Linked DNA regions of Zea mays: region 1 is linked to region 2. A link is a contact called in public Hi-C data. All regions are on one chromosome and are shown on one strand. The core of a region is the stretch at or near the end of the contact, and the rest is flanking DNA. Distances in the headings are between cores, read along the strand shown.

Region 1 (5,943 bases), core at 154-2,653, 430 kb before region 2:
TTTATATACTCATATATGTATCATGATGTCATGGTAGCACCGCTCACCGATTACCGGTATTTTAGATATCAAAGGAAAATCAGCTTTTGGTTCAAATTTGGAATTATGGAGAAGCTGGATTGCATTGTTTTGGAATGCTTAGAAAGTTAAAATTCAGGATTCTAATTTGTCTACTTCAAATAGATCAGTATCAAGTTGAGATTCACCATGTAACACTGAATTCTTTAGGCTGATGAATTGTATGTACCAACTTCAATCATACAAAGCATTGATGTTTTTCGTAGTTTATTTATTGTGCCGATGTGTACACTGTGCTCTGTTATTCAAGCTATTGGCAATTGCTGGTTCATCACCCCTTTTTGTGACTTTTAAGGTGAATTCCAAAGCTGCAGAATCTCTGGCAGATCCTGCTGAGTACCCAAACCTGTTCGAGGACTGGCAGATTGCTCTGAATGTAGAAGCTACTGTTGCTCCCAAGAGGTATGTGTTAGTCCTTATGGATTATATAGCTCAAATAAATTTGTCAAGCTTTTAGTATCCTTCTATGATTTAAACAAGTAATGCATCAATTTTGTGCATTTTCAATAGAAACTTAAGAGGTGAAAGGGCCTCTAGCTGAATTGGTTAGGTGGTCTGAGTAGCACTCCTCAGGTTCTGGGTTCGACTCCATGTGGGAGCGAATTTCAGAATATGGTTAAGAAAAATCTCCTCGTCTGTCCCACGCCAAAGCACAGATCTAAGGTCCGGTCTCGGTCGCGGTTGTTCTCACTATTAGAACCTTGTTTAGGATTTCTCACATGGTATAAAGCTAGGTTTCCAATTTTCTCTCTTCTCCCACCTCTCCACCTAGAGATGGCAATGGGTAAAAACCAGCTGGGTATTACTTGCCCAAACTCATACCCGCGAACAAAAAAATACGCCTGCTAAAAAACCCATACCCATGACGGGTATAAAATTTTACCAAAACCCATACCCATGCGGGTTTCGGGTACCCAACGGGTTTCACATACCCACTAACATCAACATAAAAAATAATTCATCATGTAAATGACAACCAATATATTAATAAGTTAGGATAAAAGGAAAAAGTGATAACTAATTTTAGCTCAAAATTTGTTACATGAAGTTTATTTCAATCAGAACATATTCAATTAATAATATTATGAGACATATTTATAAGGAATGTTGATTTTAAGGCGGGTTTTAAAAACCCATGGGTTTGCGGATATGGGTAGTGGAAGAACAAACCCATGCTCACGTACCCGTTGGGTTTCCATTTAAACCCATTAACAAACCCGTGGGTAGAGAAATTGACCCAAACCCATACCCTAATAGAGCAAAAACCCATCGGGTTTCGGGTAGCGGGTACCATTGCCATCTCTATCCCCACCCCCTCCAACCGCCAGGCCGGCTTCCAGCCGCCGCCCCCTTCCCTTCACTGACCGTCGCCCTGCTCTGGCCGCCACCCAGACCTCCATGGCGGACTCCTCTTCCCTAGGCGTGGGCACCCTCGACCACGACACGGCAGGCACGAGCGCCATCAATGCCATGGACGTCGCCGCTCGTCGCACCCTCTTCCCGGCCACGGACACTCTCGCCACCGCGGTCCTCGGCATCGTCAGACGCAATTCTCTTCCTAGCATCCACCTCGCCTACGCAGCAGCGGTCACGGGCCTGCACGTTGTCACTGGCGCGGCCATGCACCCAACCGTCACCACCGCGGGCGCGAGCGTGCCCCACGCCGTTGCCGCCACGGGCGCGGGCGCAGGCCCGTACGCCACTGCCGTGGGCACCTCAGCCACGGGAGACGCCTTCCCCGCCGGCCCGCGCACCACCGCGGGTCTTCTCGCCTTTGCCGGTGTCCTCCTCCCCGGCCTCCTCTCCCTTGTTTGCAGCAAGCTCATCGGGGATGGGCCCCCCTTCATCGTCGACCTCAGGCCCCTTCCCAGAGCTCCGCCCGCTGCCCTCGCTGCTGCATAGCCCGCCTGACGCTCCCCTCCCGTCTTCCCCGCCCACCGTACCCCCCTCGCTGAACCAGCATGGGCTGACCTCATCGCGTCCTCGTCGGCTTCTCCGCTCGCATGCTCCACGTTTGTTGCGGCTCTCGCCACCATCCAGGCTGTCGTGGCCGCCTCTCAAGATCACGAGCGAGCTGCGTCCCTCGCCTGGGAGCAAGAGCATGCTATAGGCGCCGCCTTGACCACTCAGCTGGCCATCGCTCAACGTCTCCTCCTCGGTCGTGGTGCTACGCCACCTCTGGTGGCCCCTGAGGCTCCCCACGCCTTCGGACTTGACACCGACACCATCACCGCTCTCCACGTTCAGGTCGTCGGTGTTTACAACACCCGGTCCCTCGTGTTCGTCGTGTTGGACCTGGCGTCCCCTCACTACCGCTGGCGTGTTCAGGTGCTTCTCACGCTCTGGCGGTTCGTCCTCGCCGACGCCGTCGCCCCGCTGTCCCCATCTTGGCTTCAGATGGACAACGTGATCCTCTCGTGGCTCCCGGACACTTTCACCGTCGAGCTCCAGTACATTATCCGTGAGCACGAGGGCACCGCTCGCAAGCCTAGGCAGCATTCACGAAAGTGATGCACTAACAGCAGCAGCAGCAAACCAAGCTATGGCTACCGCTGGAGTGCTCGAGTCTGGAGAGATAGACAGTAGGAGCAATGAGAGAATATTTTTCAGAGTGATAAACTGAGACAGTGAGCGCATCCATGTGGCATCTCAGTTAGGGCCATCATCAGCCAGTGTGAGGTGCATATATTTATGGCATGCATACACCCACCTAGCAAATTTACCTGTGCTGCAAATTTCTCTGATATAACAAAGATTATGGGACCATTTGGATAAATGCGTTGCGGGACGTGTAGTTTTAAATACATGCTCCGTACCTTTCATTTTAATTTGCATCCTGACGATTTCTTGTTTTGACTTCTGAAAAGGGGTGTCTACCCACCTGCTGAGGAGTACATGACTTATGCGGAGAGGTCTAATGACAGCCTTGTGGAAGTTTTCAAAAGTATGAATGTGGAAGAAGTACCAAGTGATAATGGAGATCCTGTTCATGAGGTATTACAATTTGGGTTGGTTACTAGCACAATTTGTGTGTTGGATTGGTTTCCGTCTTTTGATCATCCCTTTGAACTCATAGGAACAGCTGGGATCAGCTCAGAAACATATGCTATATTTGCTGGTGCATTGATATTATTTTTACCACGGTCGCTTCTATTGCTCTTCTACTTTAATTTCTTAAGTTACTGCATGATGCTGACTGTTTGAGTGGACGTGTTAACCAATTCAACCCAAAAGATTAAGTTTTTAGGAGAAGGTAGACAATCTAATTATACACTTCAACACCTCCACTCACATGTAGCCAGAGAGAAAGGTGCACAAGTGCACACATGGAAATAAGGGTATGGAGGCATAAATAAATCCTCTGATAGGATTTGAATTCGAGACATCTGGCTCTGATATAGACGTGCTAACTAATTCAACCCGAAAGTTTAAGCTTTTAGGAGAATGTACACAATCTATTTATTCACTTCAACACTGACACCAAATGAATTTCTACAGGTCACTGAGGATGACGGAGTCGAGGGAAGTATGGATGATGTTGTTGAAGTTGAACCCGATGATTCAACAGATGGCGGTGTCCTTGTGAATGGGAATGATGGTGAGGAACACTGGGGTATGAACAAAAAAGGAACTTTTCGTTACCATAAATGCAGTAGTGGAAGTGTACACTGTACAATCCAACAATCATTAGTCATCTCTTTTGATCCCAAGCTCAACAAAAAATATACTCCCTCCGTCCTAAATTAGCATTCGCTTTAGCACTTGATTTTCATATCTATATCTAAATAGGTGATGATGAATCTAGACACATCCAAAACATATACTCCCTCCGTTCGTTAATATCTGACGCTGTACAGTTCAAATCTAAACTAAGGAGCGTCAAATAAAAAAAATCGGAGGTAGTACATTAATTATTGTATGAATCTAATAAAAGTCTAAAACGAATTTTATTTTTGGAACGGAGGGAGTATTTAGGTTAACTATCCAGTGAATGGGCGCAAGTGTCTCTATTATACAGAGTAGTATCTTGTATCCCTCGATCTCACCTGTATCACTACAATGCCAGCATGTACGTGTTAGAAATCCTCTGGAACAAGACGAACGTGACATACTACATGCATGAACCTTCATAAACATCATCGTTAAGAACTGGCTACGACCGTGACTTAATTTGTCTGCAGGGCTTGCTGTCAAGCATTAGTTATCTAGTGGATCTTAAAACAAAAACAAAAAACTCGCATTGTGGGGCTAAGACAGCCACGGGCATCGTATTAAGAGACTGTCCCACCTAAATGGAGAGTTGAACTTAAGACCTGATAAGTGTTATTCAGACCATCTAACTAACCCATATAGGTCCTTTCTATAATGGATCTTAGGAAAAGGTTGTACAATTATCTGTACAATTGTCTTAATTGAAATCTTAGTTCTGGTAGAAGGGAACTGTTCAACCATAGACTGTATGCACAAAAAATTACCCCATTAGAAAGCTTAATATTTAAACAATGAATCATGTCATTGTTTTGATGTTTTTATGTTGGGACTCAGCAATTTGAATTGTTGATCTAAATTGTGTGGTTCATCTCAACTATTTTGACACCCAATAATTAACCTCTTATGACATGGATGGATAACCCAATTACAGTCTTTCTTACTTTTTGTTTTTTGCTTTTTCTTTTTCAGTGCTTACTCCTGACCAGCAGTAGAGATATCACGACAACATTCTGCACCAGCAGATTAGTTGCCTATTGTAAAAAAGTAAGTACCATTATGTATACGCACAAGTCAAGAAAAAATTAAATTGACAAAGAACCGTGCTCCCATACCCTTGAATAAATCTATGTTGTATGTAATGTTTTCTAGGCCTAAGTAGTATGTAATATTCTTCATGTTTGGCGTGTAAGGGCGAGTTTGAGAACCCTATTTTTCAAAGGGTTTTCATTTTTTCAAAGAAAATTAGTTCATTTAACCTTAGGAATATAGTAATCCTTTGGAAAAATGGAGTTCCCAAACTAGTCCTAAAACAAATTATCTGCCCGCATGCCATGGTAGACCGTCAATTTTCCTAGTATATTTTGTGGTTTAAACTTTCTTCTCACAGTTGTAGGTCGCCACATGTTCAGACTCGATAGTCATGTAAAAGAAGTTCCTCCCCATTTGTACAAGGCGTTGTGCGTGGTCTAGTATTGCGGTTACAGAAACAGTCTTGGATGGTAATTAGCATTTGGTCTAGATAAGAAATTTTGTAATTCGATTCATTTTGGGTGGGCATTGTAGATTTGTGGTATGTTATAGATTATCTACCCTTGTATGTTTACCACATGATACGATACTAACATTCTTTAAGGTTGGAATTTGTTCACCGACACATGGGCTGCGACCTGCATAGCATGTGAAAGTTGTATTTTTGGTTCCCCAGTTGTCGATAACTTGATCCTTGGTTTCTGCCATGTATTGTACTGCCTTCTTGTAACTTATTTTGCCTTTTTTAGATGTACTGTTTTTAGTATATAGTGTATTTAGATACAATGTATAACCAGTTGTATAATAAAAACTAGTTAAGTGTCCGTACGTCGCTACGACACATAAATTATACGTTCTTTTGTTCACAGACAATGTTTGAGAAGCATTTCAAGTAATGCATTACTTATATGCTTAATAGTAAATACCATATTCAGGAGAAACTGTCAATCAGACCAACATTGAGGCTACTGACCCTTACTAACTATACTATATCAGTGCTCGAGTTAAATGTGGAAATACATATGAATACCATTATTTACACCGCACCGAGACACAAATCAAGGTCTGTAAAAGTACATATCCTCTGCATTTGAACATTAACATAATAACATATAAAAATCAACT
Region 2 (5,224 bases), core at 1,278-3,777:
CTTGCCTCGGCAGACCCCCGGCTATCTCCATCCTTGTCGTCCGTGATTGGCGCAGCCGCCTCTTGTGTAACAGGGCTGACATGCGCGCGCACGCTGACACGCCACTCGCGCTTGATGAGCCGTGCGTTGGTGCTCTGCTCCGAAACCTTGGGCACACCTACCATGGGCACGCCGCTCGCCACGCTCTCCAGCACCGAGTTCCATCCATAGTGTGTGACGAAGCACCCCACCGCGGGGTGCGACAACACGTGCGCCTCGTCACACCACTCACCACTGCGTCGTTCTTGGCACGCTCACCCAGCTCCACCTCCACCTCGAGCATCGTCCTGTTGTCCTTCCGGACCACCAAGAGGTACGGCCTCCCGCTCCCCTCTGTGCCGGACGAGCACGTCGGGCGCGACGGCAAGCAGCCACCTGGCGAGGCAGAGTGCCGGGGCAATATGGCCCTGGAGCGGGTACGTGAGCACTAGGAAGTGTGGCCGCGGTGATGACATCTCCATCTGAGGCTTACCCGACTGAGCTAGAGCTAGCGGTAGTTGGTAGCTATGTCAAGCATGTGGTCATGGAATTGTGGAAGTTGCTTCCAAGATGGATTTAACAAAAAAATCAAAACAGTATATCAAATCAGAAAATGACATTGCATATCCCTGATTAGTCCTGGGAATATGGGCCGGGCTTTTCGGACAAGCACGAGCACGGCCCGAAAATAAAAGGCCAAAGCACGACCCGGCACGAAATAATATGGGCCGGGCTAGCACGACCCGAAGGCGGGCTTGGGCCGGGCCTTAATATCCGGCCCGTCGGGCCCCCGACACGGCCCGCATAGATAGGTCGGGCTTAGGCCGGCATGGCCCAATTAAGCCCAATCTGTTTAATTTCTTTAATTAGTGAGATATCGACTTTATATTGTTGTTATATTTGGAGTTTATGTGGTCAAATGATGCTAGAATTGTTTAATATCTTTAATTTAGTAATGCATGAATTTTATATGGTTATAATATTTTGATTTTATATGGTCAAATATACGGGCCGGGTTTGGGCCGGCACGGTCCAAAGTAGGCACGACGTTGTTTAGGGCCGGACTGGGCCACTGATTTTATACTTCGGGCTGGCACGACACGGCCCAAAAATCTTTTGGGCTTTGTTGGCCCGAATCTGTTTGGCACGAAGCATGATGGGCTTGAGCCGGGCTGGCCCGGCCCAATTCCCAGCACTATCTCTGATCATGAATCTACATCAGTCATGGAATTGTGGAAGTTGCCTTATCTCTGAGCTCGAGCAACACTATCTTAATCCATGGTTTTTTGGAAATTGAAAAAAAATCAAGATATCTAAAAGGAGATAAATTAGGCTTCTCCAAATTTATTTCAAAAATTAAAATATAAAATGAAGCCTAACTTCCCTGATTGTGCATGCAAATGTTTTGTGCGGGGAGTCTTTTTCTTTCAAAGGTCCTCAAAACTTGTGCGGGGAGTCTTCTTTCAAAGGTCCTCAAAACACTAACCTGACAGTTATCTTCTAGCATGTTTAAAGCGTTACAGGTAGAACACCGAAGGTCCGACTCGGCCGGAGCGGCCATGAGCGCAAGTACAAAGGCACCAACTTTGGATTAACAAGGTGTGTGCGTAGCCGATGAAGCAAGACAAATCAAGACAAAACAACGGGACAAAAAGACAACGCTACCCTTAGTTTGTTCACTAGCTCAAATGTATAAGTTTAAGGGCATACTTGTAATTTTTCCAAAGCTATACCTCACGACTATAAATAGAGTAACATTGCCATGCATTAAATGGGTCTTTGGATAAGAGAACATACTACTCTGTCTCAGAAGTTGTATTTACTTCTCTCTTCTTTTGTACCTTCGCGAGGATAGGGATAACCGTGGGTCGGGTTGTGTTCGGGTATAACAATACCCGACTTAATATTGTACCCGATACTTTAACAAATATTCATACCCACCAATCGGACGAGAAATTATACACGTAAACACTGGGTATCAGTTATTCAGTGGATATGTTGTGGTAGAATACATAACAACATATAATTTGTAAGTAACATCACATATTCACAGTTTATGACAACTAGAGAGTTGATAAACAACATGACAACTTGTAAAATTGATAAGCAAAGCAACTTCACACAACTGACGAAGGTGGGGCGGGGCGGCATATCGTGGACAGAGAGGATCCTTGACAGAGCCGAGGTGGAGCCAGTGGCGCGACATCGAGATCGAATCTTGGGTGTGAGGCACAGACACTGCTCCAGTGTGGCGACAAGCACTCTCCTCAGCTCCTGCCAGTGTAGATCTAGGCAGGGCCTAGCGCCCTGGCTGCTTGGGGCGGCGGTGCGGCTTCCGGCTCTCGGCTAGGAGCCTGGGTCTTGGAGGCTAGGAGTCTAGGACTGGGAGAGTGGGGATTGGGGAACTGGGGTTGGGGATCGACTGATGACCGAGGCCGATGGGATTGGGGTGTGCAGCGTGTGGGGGAATGGGGTTGGGGATCGGGCGTGTGGGTAGGGGTGGGGATAGGCTTAGTGGGTTAGGGTTTTCTTTGGGCTTCGGTAGTTCGGTTGATGCCTTGATGGGCCTTGTTCAGATTTTTGGAATATGGGCCATATACTATGTAAATTGATATTTGGAGTATCCATTGGATACCCACGAGTAAAATATGGTATTCGTACCCTACCTGATATATTTCGGGTATCCGACTTGACAAGACTCACATGTGAATTTTCTTACCGGTATCCATGTCTATTGGGTATGAAACCCACATGTATCCATACCTACGGGTCCAACTGCCATCCATATATATAGGTAAGTTTGTACTGTGTAATTAGGGATGGATCCGGATATTTATTCGGATGTCAAATTTTTAGTCTTCTTTCTTCGATTGTGAACAAATAATATATAGAATTTGCTATGTAAATTTATATTCTTGTTTTTAGCATTGAGGCTGCTAATCTTCACAAAAAATAAACATTAAATTCATTCTATATCTTTTTAAATAATTGATATAAAATTCGGATGTCTATCCGAATACGGATTCGGATGTTTTTTCACCTTTTTTTTGTAGGGAAAAATAATGCACATAAAAATTATACAAAAATTTATTAAAATACTTCATAATATTCTTAATAACATTGTCAAAAATTAGCTTTAAATTCTATGTATATCTATGTTAAAATATTAGATTTGTTATATAAGTCGGATGTTTTAGGAACATCCATATGTGTAATAAAGAATAAGGATAAAGTAATATCTTGTAAGGTTAATTTGTGTATCATGTTCTATATTATGCATAATTCACACTGAATGTCTTTTGTATTTTCTTCGCTCACTTTCTACATGTTCATCATTTAACTAACCTTCTCTCTAAAATGTTGAACTAAAGGATGAAGATGAAGCTTGATCTAATTATGTTGCCTTGTTTTGACATACCAAAGGAATGAAAAACAAGTGGCCAAAATTGGCGCCCAACTCCGGTGAACTCACGACAATCACAAGAAGCTTCTTCATGCCTCCGACAAAAAACAACAAATGACTTTTAAAAGGACAAAACAATCTAAGAACAATCCAAGATTGCATTATTTGTGCATTTGAATACATTCGTTGGTGCAAACTCTCATGTTGGTCACTTGCTTTTGATTACTACATGGTATCAAAAACAAGGCAACAACAAGTTAGAGAATGGTGATCTTCTCCCTTTGATTACCTCTTTTTAAAAGGGTGAGTCAAGGGATAAGGTAAAAAAGAGGGAATGCAGATGAAGGAACGATGTATGGAAATATGATCAAGAACAAAGTTTGTTACTCATCCCATGTGCCTTAGCACTCTTCCTCCCATCTTTCTCCATATATTATAAATTTACAAGCGTACCTTCGACCTCACAAGCGAGACAGCTCGAAAGTACTTCCAAGGCTAAGAAGGACAAAGCTTAGGGTCCTCCGAAAAGGTGAATTTATGCATGACACTGTTCACCTATATATAAGGGAGAGGTATAGCTTCGTATGAAATTACAAGCATACCCACAAAGTTTACAATTATGATTTACAAATATTATGGGGTCATCAATGTCTTTTCTTTTTCTTTCTTGTTGTACAAGTCTTCGATCTCTTCTCTGTCATCGCTCTATGTAGAAAGCCTTTGCCACACCGAAGCTGATGGCCTCAGCTCATTCCTTCACCACACATGTGCCTAGTCAAAACCTCTTTTTAGGTTGCTTCGGCCACAGACTATCTTTGTCCACTCTTCGTTATGTGCCTGAAACACATTTTCTTATGCTGAAGGTTAGGTGTTTTGAGGATCTTCAGCAAAGTAGGCCCCCAACATCTCTAGAAAGAGGCAGTGATTGTTAAATTGGATTTTGAAAAGGCCTATGATACGGTGAACCATTAGCTTATAATTGATATGCTCAGATGGATAAAATGGATATTAGATATTCTTTCATCTCGAACTTCTTCGATTCTGCTAAATGGGGTCCCGGGAAAGACCTTTCATTGCAGAAGAGGGGTAAGATAAGGAGACCCTCTGTCCCATCTTCTTTTTGTCATCACTTCCTCCTGCCAGGGAAAGACCTTTATACAATTGAAGAAAATTGTTGGGGACGCTCTCCTGCCCAATTCTTGTCTCCTCTTCTATGGACTTTCTGATTCTCCAATATGCAGACGACACCCTCCTAATTATGGAAGCCAATCAAAAACAACCTTTATTTTTGAAATCTTTGTTTCATACTTATGAAATGGCTTTTGGGTTGCGTGTCAGTTATGCCAAATCTAGCATCATCCTTATTAATGTTGATGAGGAAAAAATGAAGATTCTTGCCGAAACTTTCAATTGCAAAATCGGCTCCCTTCCTTTCACTTACTTAGGCTTGCCCCATGGAACTTTGCACCTAAAGATTCAGCGTTGTCTACCATTGATATGCAGAGTCCAAAAAAGGCTTTCCAGTATAACACGACTTTTGAGCCTTGGTGGGAAATTATAAATGGTAAATGCAATGCTCGCTTCCCTTCCAACTTATTATATGAGCACCATTAAGCTTCCCATTGGGGTCATTAAACAAGTTGACAAATTTAGAAGAAGCTGTCTTTGGAAGGGCTCTGATCTATATTCAACTAAATCTTCTCTAGCCTCATGGAGAATGGTACGGAGACCTAAAGCCATGGGATGTTTGGGCATAATCAATCTAAGGTGTCAAAATGAAGCCCTTCTATTAAAGCATCTTCA

Evidence for each region. Hi-C and Micro-C count contacts between places; a contact is called where the count stands out from the background.
Region 1: a Hi-C map of ear shows a contact between it and region 2, with 3 times the contacts expected there. The contact joins the enhancer-like site here to the promoter of LOC103638669 in region 2. A contact is called at or near these places in 7 of 25 Hi-C or Micro-C datasets (bundle sheath, ear, endosperm and 3 more).

Annotation. Positions count from the first base shown.
Region 1 is chr9:93,334,446-93,340,388 of Zm-B73-REFERENCE-NAM-5.0, reverse strand. LOC100383405 (putative coatomer beta subunit family protein) reads left to right here. Exons shown (of 25, transcript NM_001362077.1): 22 at 374-480; 23 at 2,946-3,072; 24 at 3,577-3,691; 25 at 4,759-5,642. The coding sequence ends at 4,781. Among protein-coding and RNA genes, the nearest start is that of LOC100383405, 22 kb to the left of the region's middle. Within about 2 kb of position 1,403, at least 7 of the 20 cell types and tissues checked have an H3K27ac peak or open chromatin away from gene starts, as enhancers often do. A contact at or near this core is called in ear and root tip, where this site is marked.
Region 2 is chr9:92,901,548-92,906,771 of Zm-B73-REFERENCE-NAM-5.0, reverse strand. It overlaps LOC103638669, which reads right to left and starts at 2,527. Exons shown (of 1, transcript XM_008661512.3): 1 at 1-2,527.